Regions from separate parts of the Hordeum vulgare genome. Here region 1 is linked to region 2. Evidence: chromatin contacts called from public Hi-C data. All regions are on one chromosome and are shown on one strand. The core of a region is the stretch at or near the end of the contact, and the rest is flanking DNA. Distances in the headings are between cores, read along the strand shown. Region 1 holds the start of LOC123425458 (formin-like protein 5). Region 2 holds the start of LOC123425457 (protein IMPAIRED IN BABA-INDUCED STERILITY 1-like).

Evidence for each region. Hi-C and Micro-C count contacts between places; a contact is called where the count stands out from the background.
Region 1: a Hi-C map of seedling shows a contact between it and region 2, with 5 times the contacts expected there. The contact joins the promoter of LOC123425458 here to the promoter of LOC123425457 in region 2. A contact is called at or near these places in 5 of 6 Hi-C or Micro-C datasets (leaf, seedling and an unstated tissue) and 1 of 1 datasets of contacts at active chromatin or transcription factors (embryo).

What each region holds. Positions count from the first base shown.
Region 1 is chr2H:118,829,278-118,833,256 of MorexV3_pseudomolecules_assembly, reverse strand. LOC123425458 (formin-like protein 5) reads right to left here and starts at 1,650. Exons shown (of 18, transcript XM_045109163.1): 1 at 1,464-1,650; 2 at 96-796; 3 at 1-21. The coding sequence starts at 1,536.
Region 2 is chr2H:118,666,959-118,670,962 of MorexV3_pseudomolecules_assembly, reverse strand. LOC123425457 (protein IMPAIRED IN BABA-INDUCED STERILITY 1-like) reads right to left here and starts at 1,797. Exons shown (of 9, transcript XM_045109162.1): 1 at 777-1,797; 2 at 1-236. The coding sequence starts at 1,142.

The DNA of each region.
Region 1 (3,979 bases), core at 401-2,900, 160 kb before region 2:
AATTTTCACCGTAACTTCAGCCTGCATTGCAACCATCTGTCAGAGTAGAATTTGGGTAGTGATAAATATCTCCACGGTTTAGGAGTAATCATTACCTGCCCATGACGCTGGAGATGTTTCTTGGTCTTGGGCGTCTCAAAAAGAACCTTTGCACTCTTGTTACCAGGACTCGAGTCTTGCCCGTGAATACGCAAATACGGCCTACAGCCCCCTTGGGAATCAAATCTAGGAACAGTGTGGAGAACTACAGAATCCAATATGAGAGGCCGGCTAATAGGAGGCCATTCTGAACCACTTCCATGTCTTGTTACGTAGTGCAAATACCTCAGATGAGAAGACTGGGGATTCAACTTTAGGAATTGCTGTATGAAGTCCCTGCGAGCCTGCTTGTAGACCATCTCTAGAGTCTTCTGCTCACCAGTGTACGTTTTCCTATATAGAAGTAGTCCAGCCAACATGAATGCAAGCACTGGCCATCCCCCTCTTTCACAGTGCATTAGAAGCATGTTCTGCTGCCCTTCCACTGACAGCCAATTTTCACATGATTTCAAGAAATGGTGGATCATCTCGAGCTGAAGGAGTGGGCATCCTTCATATTGCTGTGGGTAGTCCATGACAGTCATGTCATACTCAGACAATATATCTGAAATCCGGCTCCTCTTGTCCCCAGACCAGAAATTGGAGACCATGAATGACGCATCGGGAAAGTAGTCCTGCAACTGTGCAACTATGCCACTCAAGTAATCCCTGTACTCATCCTCGCCCATGGCATCTGCCGCGAAGCAACAGTCGAACACTGAAACCAACATACCGGTTGAAATTAGCACGATCTCATGCTCAAATTTGCATCGTTCAACTAAGACTAGAAAAATGGAGAAGAGATCAAGTGCTGGCATGCTAGAAGGAACCTCATCTTCACACTGCATAGGTACTAAGTTCATGTTTCTAGATACAGCAAAGTATTTCATCAACAGATAAGCACGCCATTATAACTAATAACTACTGGTTAAAGGGAGGGAGCACCAACAGAAAATGTGGACATCATGCAGGCACTAGACAATTGCTGCATGCTTATATAAGAGAAAATAATGCAATTAAATCCAAAGCTACCCTCAGGGCCAGCATGCGACAAGGGCAAGACAAAATTCGGATATGGAAAGAAATAAAAACCAGTTTAGGTCAAATGCAGCTAAATCTGAGACTCTGGGTCGTGTGCGCACAGAGTGACGACCCAGAACTGGACCGAATTCAACTTAACATCAAAAATTTACTAAATCTAGCTCGCCGTGCTTGGGAACGAACTGAATTCCAGCTCAAACAATAGCGATAAATCCGCTGAAAGCAACAGTTCCCCGGAGCCCGAAGAAGCACAAGCCGCGGCAAAAGTCCCAAAATCCCCCTCGGAACAAGCAAATCCCCGCACTCGGGCGGCACGGCTCGGCCCAGGGACGCGGGCATTATACCATAGACTCGCTCGGAGATCTCGAGCAGCCGATCCGGCGTCTTCTTGAGGAAGAACTTGCGGAACAGCGCCATCCTCCTCCTCCTCCTCCTCTTCCTCTGCTTCCCCCTTGGCCGCCTCCGCCTCCCCGGCGGCCGGCGAGCTCCTCTGACGCCTGGAGCGGCCACCGATCGGCTCCGATCGGGGCGCCAAAGGCATGGGGGCGGCCCCGCCCCCGCCGCCGGCGAGCTGGGGGCAGTGGTCCGCGCCCCCCTCGGCGAGATCTCGCGGCCGACGCTCGCTCGCTCGCTCGCCGCGGCCGCCCTAGGGTTCCGCGGTGGTGGTGGGGAGGCAGGCAGGCGGTCGAGGCGCCGTGCGATTGGGACTCCTCTTCCTCTACTGCTGCCGCTGCCTCTTCTCGTCTCGCTGTTTAAACTCTACTTTAATTTTTCCCTTTCTCTCCTCCCCTTGCTGCTAATCTTTCCTCTCTCTCCTTCTCGTCTCTCGCTACTCCTTCCTTCCTTCCTTGCCCAGTTTTTACTGCTACGGCCCCGTGCGCTTTTTCCGTTGCGTTTTCGGCGGCTTCCGCGGTGAATGTTTCCGGGAGGCCCGCGTGACAGCTGCCGTGCTCTGCTCGGCGACGCCGGCTGCCTCACTGGTCGTCGGGGCCGGCTGTGGTGGGGACGGAGTGTCAGCGGGCCGATGTGGACTGGTTAGGCATGGGTTGGCGTGCGGGCGCGGAGAGGATTGGGCCTCGGGGGGCTGTGCCGGTACGGACGTCTCCGGATTTTCCTTCTCTTTCCTTCCATTGCAGGCCAAGGACGGACGACTCGGATCTGGCCGAGTTTAGCCGACGATCCTGCGATTAATGAGTGGCGAGGTTGGTGTGGTGTGGGTGAGGGTGAGAAGAAGACGGTTGACATGGACTTCTATTTTTCGAGGATCATGTGCTGCTGGTCCGGAGCAAACTATATTACTACTGTCATTTGTGCCGAAGGTATTTGAGCTCAGGTGGATGCATCAGTTCTTCCTAAAAAAAGAGTAGTAGGAGTAGTACTACAGTATTATCTAATCAGAATATTTAGAGGATGGGATGATATTTTTGTATGACTGTAACGGACTAACGGATATATATACTTTGATGGGGAAGATGGTAGTAGTAGGAGTAGTGACAGCTGCCTCCAGGATCAGTTGGGCTGCTTCTATTCTTAACTAATTAATTGACTAAATAATAGAATAATACGTGTACATTTTATGTATAGCTCTCCAATGGGAGCAACATTTTGTTTGTAATGCGATTTATTAATGCATCCTCGCGGATGATGGAATGGCCTTTTGCACTGGACATGAAATGATTTATGTTTTCAGATGATGCACTTCTTAAATTGGAAAAAGGAAAAAGGATCCGTGGTGCTTGAAAAGCAAATTGCTGCATGACAAACGTATAGTACTAGTGTACTACTGCGGTATTACTAGTATTAAAATGTGACCACCAACAACCAACAATATTAGGACAAGAAACGGGTGACCCCAGCAGCATCTTATCTGCTAGGTCCGGCAAGCAGTGCATTATTGTCGCTTCTCCTTGCCGTGGAACTCATGTTATCAGCCCGCTGTTACGGAACAGCGGAAACTGACGCTCGCTGTGTTGTTACCAAATCTGATCATGAAGAACAGTCTAGCATGCGTCTCCAATACACGCGCTTCGCGCCGCGTTTAAAAATTGCGTTTGCAGCGCGCTTCGACTGGTTTAGCGCGGGGATAGGCGCTGGCTTCAGCAGCCGCGCTATAATGCAGCGCGCGCCGCTCCAGCAGTGCCCAAAAATGCAACGCGCACGGCACGCACAAACGACATATACATCACATATACATTTTAAAAAATAGACGTAAAAACGATCAAACAAACAAAATAAATCAACAATAAATCTATACCTCTATACCTAATAATAAAGCGGCTATTGATTCTGTCGGAAAACCCATCACGGTATTTTTATAAAAAGCCCCTGTAATTTTTGTTATTCAACCCGCGCTCCATCATTTATCTGCAACGCAAAAGGAAAAAAACGATTCGCTGCAAAAATTATACCCGTACGCATCGCCTCCTCCCGTCGACCCTTGGCCACCCTGGCATGTGCCCAGGCCGCCGCCACACCACTCGCCGCCGCGTCCGACCTCAACCGCCATCGCTGCCGATCTCAACCCACCCGTCTCCGCGGATGTACCTCTCCCCGCTCACTGCCCCCGTTGCGGCGCTCGAGCGCATCGCGTCGACCCTGGTCCACCCTGGCCTGTGCCCAGGCCGCTGCCACACCACTCGCCGCCGCAGCCGACCTCAACCACCACCGTTGTTGATCTCAACCCACCTGCCTCCGCGGTCGTATCTCTGCCCGCTTGCTGCCCCCGTTTCGGCACTCGAGCACAGCTTCTGGATCGAATCAACGCGACAGCTACAACGACTTGGGATGATGCGTCTGCTCGATGCAGAACGGCGACGGCGCGCGGATAAGGCGCGGCGGAGCGAAGTACTTGCAGGTGGAG
Region 2 (4,004 bases), core at 548-3,047:
TCGTGCTCCATGTATTCAAACACTAAATAAAGGCTGCATGATAACCGAGAAGTAATCAAGCCTTCCAGCTTCATGACATTTGGATGATCAAGCCTTCTCAATATCTGTATCTCCCTCGCCATGAATCTGACACTCTCTGGCTCAAAATTGTCGAACCGCACCTTCTTCAGTGCGACAATCTTTCCAGTGTCAAGATCACGTGCCCTAAATACGCTGCTGTATGTGCCTTGCCCAACCTGCACAAATGTGTGTATTGGAGAAATAAAGCGCCGGTTAAAAACTGTACATCACAACAACAACAAGCAAAAACATCAAAAGACAATTTTATCATGTGATCCACAGCTACATCCTGCTTGCTGCAAATATACCCTAGTGCTACCAAATTAGCAGTCAGTGACTGCATCGTTACCAGCTTGACAATGACAGCATAGAACAAATGGTAGAAAGTGAATTTCCCACCTAAAAATTGTCATAGCTGACAGTAGGAGGCACCAAATCCCCCATGTTACCCCCCCCCCCCCCCTCTCTGAGTTCTGATCATTAACACAACACAATCCTAGTACTTGTTTATTCTTCATGTCTTAGTACATCACCCAACAAGGCAGTACTATACTAATATAAGATTCCATAAATATGCCTACCACCACACAAATAGCAAATCCAATAACCGTTTTCGTTCTAAGCATTCCAATGCATGGTAAAAAAAATTGCAATGGAAAATGACCTAGTATTAAACTGAATCTGGCAGGAAACCTGAAGCGAAAGCGGCACAGTACCTTCTCAAGCTTCTCAAAAGAGTCGGCTTTGAGAGGGATCCAGCCTTGGATGGCCTCCCCGGCAACGGCGCTGAGCCAGGACGGCCACCCGGCGGCCACCTGCTCCCCCTCAAGGCTCCTCCGGAGGTTCCGCAGCCGGAAGCTCCGGGACGCGGCCGCCACGGCGACGACGGCCTTCCCCGGCTCCTCCGCGTCGTCCTTCTTCTCCACCAACCTCGCCGCCGCAGCCGCAGCAGCAGCAGCCGAGCTGCGCAGGGAAGAGGCGGATACGGCAGCGGGCTCCGGCGCGCGGTCCCGGAGCACGCCGGACGAGTCGGCCGCCGGCGTGACCGAGACGATGGCCTTCTTAGACGCGACGCAGCCCATCTCGGCGGCGCGCTAGCACGGCAGCACCAAACACGTCAGACCATACACGGCGAGCCCGCCTTCCACCGGTCTGAAGCTCCTCACTGACGCATTGGATGGATAGAGGGGAACAGGAAGAATCAAGAGGAAACCGACCGAAGGCTCGGCCGAAAGGCGTGGTGGTCACGGGGCAAGCACGGCCGGCAGGGGTGAAGAACAAGTCGGGATTGACCTGGGGAGTAATAAATGGCGCTCGCCACCAGCAAACACAAAGAAAGGAGACGAAACGCTGACGTCGCCCACCAGCTCCGCCGATTAGGACAGATCGAGACAGCGGCCGGCCGCGGAGCCGTGATCGGCAGGGAAGGAGAGAGGGTTCTGGGCGGCAAAGCACGAGACACCCGTTGCCGCCAGGCGGAAAAGAAAAGCTACGGCGGCCTTTCTTAGAAGGCGGGCGGGCGACGGATCAAGTAGCCGCTTGGCCTGAAGAACAGAAACGAGGCCGTGACCGCCGGCAAGCCGCGTCGCCGGAGTAGCGAACAGATCAAGAAACGGAACGGAATTTATTTGGGGCGGGGGTGGGGAGGGAGCAAGCAAAGGAAAGCTCCCCTGGATGAGTGGCGCGGAGGACGGAGTAGTGGGGGCGGGCTCGCAGGTGGGAACGGGGGCTTTAAATGGTCCTTCCAACGCGAAGAGAGGGTGGTCGCGGTGGACTGGTGGTAGACGACGGCGCTTTTTTCCCCCTGCTTGCTTTCCAAAAAATGGTAGACTTACGGAAACTTTTTATAAGATTTAACGGACTGGTCTTTCTCCACACTAATCTCTCCTCCTGATTTTTGGGTGGGCCCACTTCATCTTAGTCTCCAATCAATACATTCCACCTCATCTCAGCCTATAAAACTAAAACTTCCGTACATGTAGCATTGCTCCTTGCTTTCTCGGGGCATCCCTTCTCTCCTATGCACTCTGTGCTGTGCACCCCGCGCACACCCAACTCGAGCGCACGACCACATCTACGCTCCTCTGGATTTTGTTCGTTTGGAACGGACAATGAGGTTATATCCAATACTTTTCTGAAATGTTCCAGACGTGACCGACCAGATCTGTCCGCATAGAAAAAGAAGGCTTGTGCCACCGACGGACGGGTCAGGGGAGGACAATCACGCGCGTCCGGTCTGTTCGCGCGCTGTCCGTTTTACCCTAAAGGCGGTCCAAACTTGCGCGGGATGGGTCAAAAACGGACAAGAAACGGACAAAGGTCGGTTTGCGTCCGCGTGTTGGGTCGTCTGGTATGTCCATTTTCGGCCCATTTTTAGCCTGATTTGCGTCAGCGCGGACACGAGACGGACGAGCGCGGCGCCCGCTTGCTCTTTCCTCTCACCCGCTAGTCGGTGGCACATTGGTCATCCTCTCCCACCCCATATCAATAGCAGACCATCGCCCGCCTTCGTCGTGTCGTCGCCGCCACCCATTTGTCGGTGCTGACACACCTCCCCTTAACGTCGCCACCTCGCCGCCAACACCGTCTCACCGCCGGAACTTCTCGAGGCCAGCCACCTGATCCAAGGTAGGCGCGCGTCTCTTCGTCGGTCAGCTCCTTCGACGACGCCCACAAGTTGTTCGACAGTTTGCCAAGGTATAAAATGGACTCCGCCGACGAGTTTTTTTTTCACAATTTTCTTTGCAACTTCGACGATTCCTCATCCGGTGATGAGAAGGAGATCTTGGTTGCCATGTTGGTCCATCACCACCTTAATAGACAGCGATCGTTGTTCCGTGGCTCGATCCCGGGACACCTTCTGGCGTTGAATCGTAACCGAGAGAACAATCATTTTGTTCTTTGAAAGGACTACTTTGACACAACCAACTCACTGTTCAAACATCAGATTTTTTGACGGTGTTTTCGTGTGGCTAGGCATGTTTTTAACCGTATTAGAGAGGGGTGGTCGGTTACGATAACTATTTCGAGTGCAAAGAGGACTCCCTTGGAAAGATTGGCTTCTCATCTTATCAGAAATGCACTACAGCCATCCGGATGTTTGCAGACGGAGTGCCCAATGATCTCACTGATGAGTAAGTCCGTATAAACGAGTCTACATGCTTAGAGTTCATGTACAGGTTCTGCAAGACTATGATTGTTATGTTTTGTCTGAGTACTTGAGAGAGCCGACTCCTCAAGATACAATCCACCTGTTGGCAATGAATGCAAGCACGGGCTCCCCGGGGATGCTTGGCAGCATGGTCTGCATGCACTGGGAGTGGAGGAACTGCCCTACCGCTTGTCGAGGGCACTATAAGGGCCATGTGAGGGCTTGCATTGTCATATTTGAGGCCGTGGCCTCACAAGATCTCTGGATCAGGCTCTCTTTTTTCGACGACCGGATCACATAATGATATCAACGTGTTCCAAGGCTCATTGGTGTTTGCAAGGCTTGCGTAAGGCAACATCCCACCGGTGAATGTTACCATCAACGGCCACAACTATGGCAAAGGATACTACCTAGGTGACGGTATCTATCCTCAATGGACCACTATTTTGAAGACAATCCCTAGTCATGTTGGAGAGAAGAGGAAAATATTTGCCCAAGAGCAAGAGAGTGCTAGGAAGGGCGCCGAGCGTTCCTTTGATGTTTTGCAATCTTGATGGGGGCATCGTTTGGTACCCTGCTAGGACTTGGAGCACCAAAAAGATGTGGGAGATGATGACTACTTGTGTAATTATGCACAATAAGATCATACAAGATGAGCGTCCGGAATTTATCTATGATAAAGGGTTTCAGTTTCAGGGTGAGAATGTTGTACATGAGCATGGAGGCGCGGCAACGTTTGAACAGTTCGTCGAATTTCATTATGAAATGCGTGATTGGGAAACTCACATGCAGC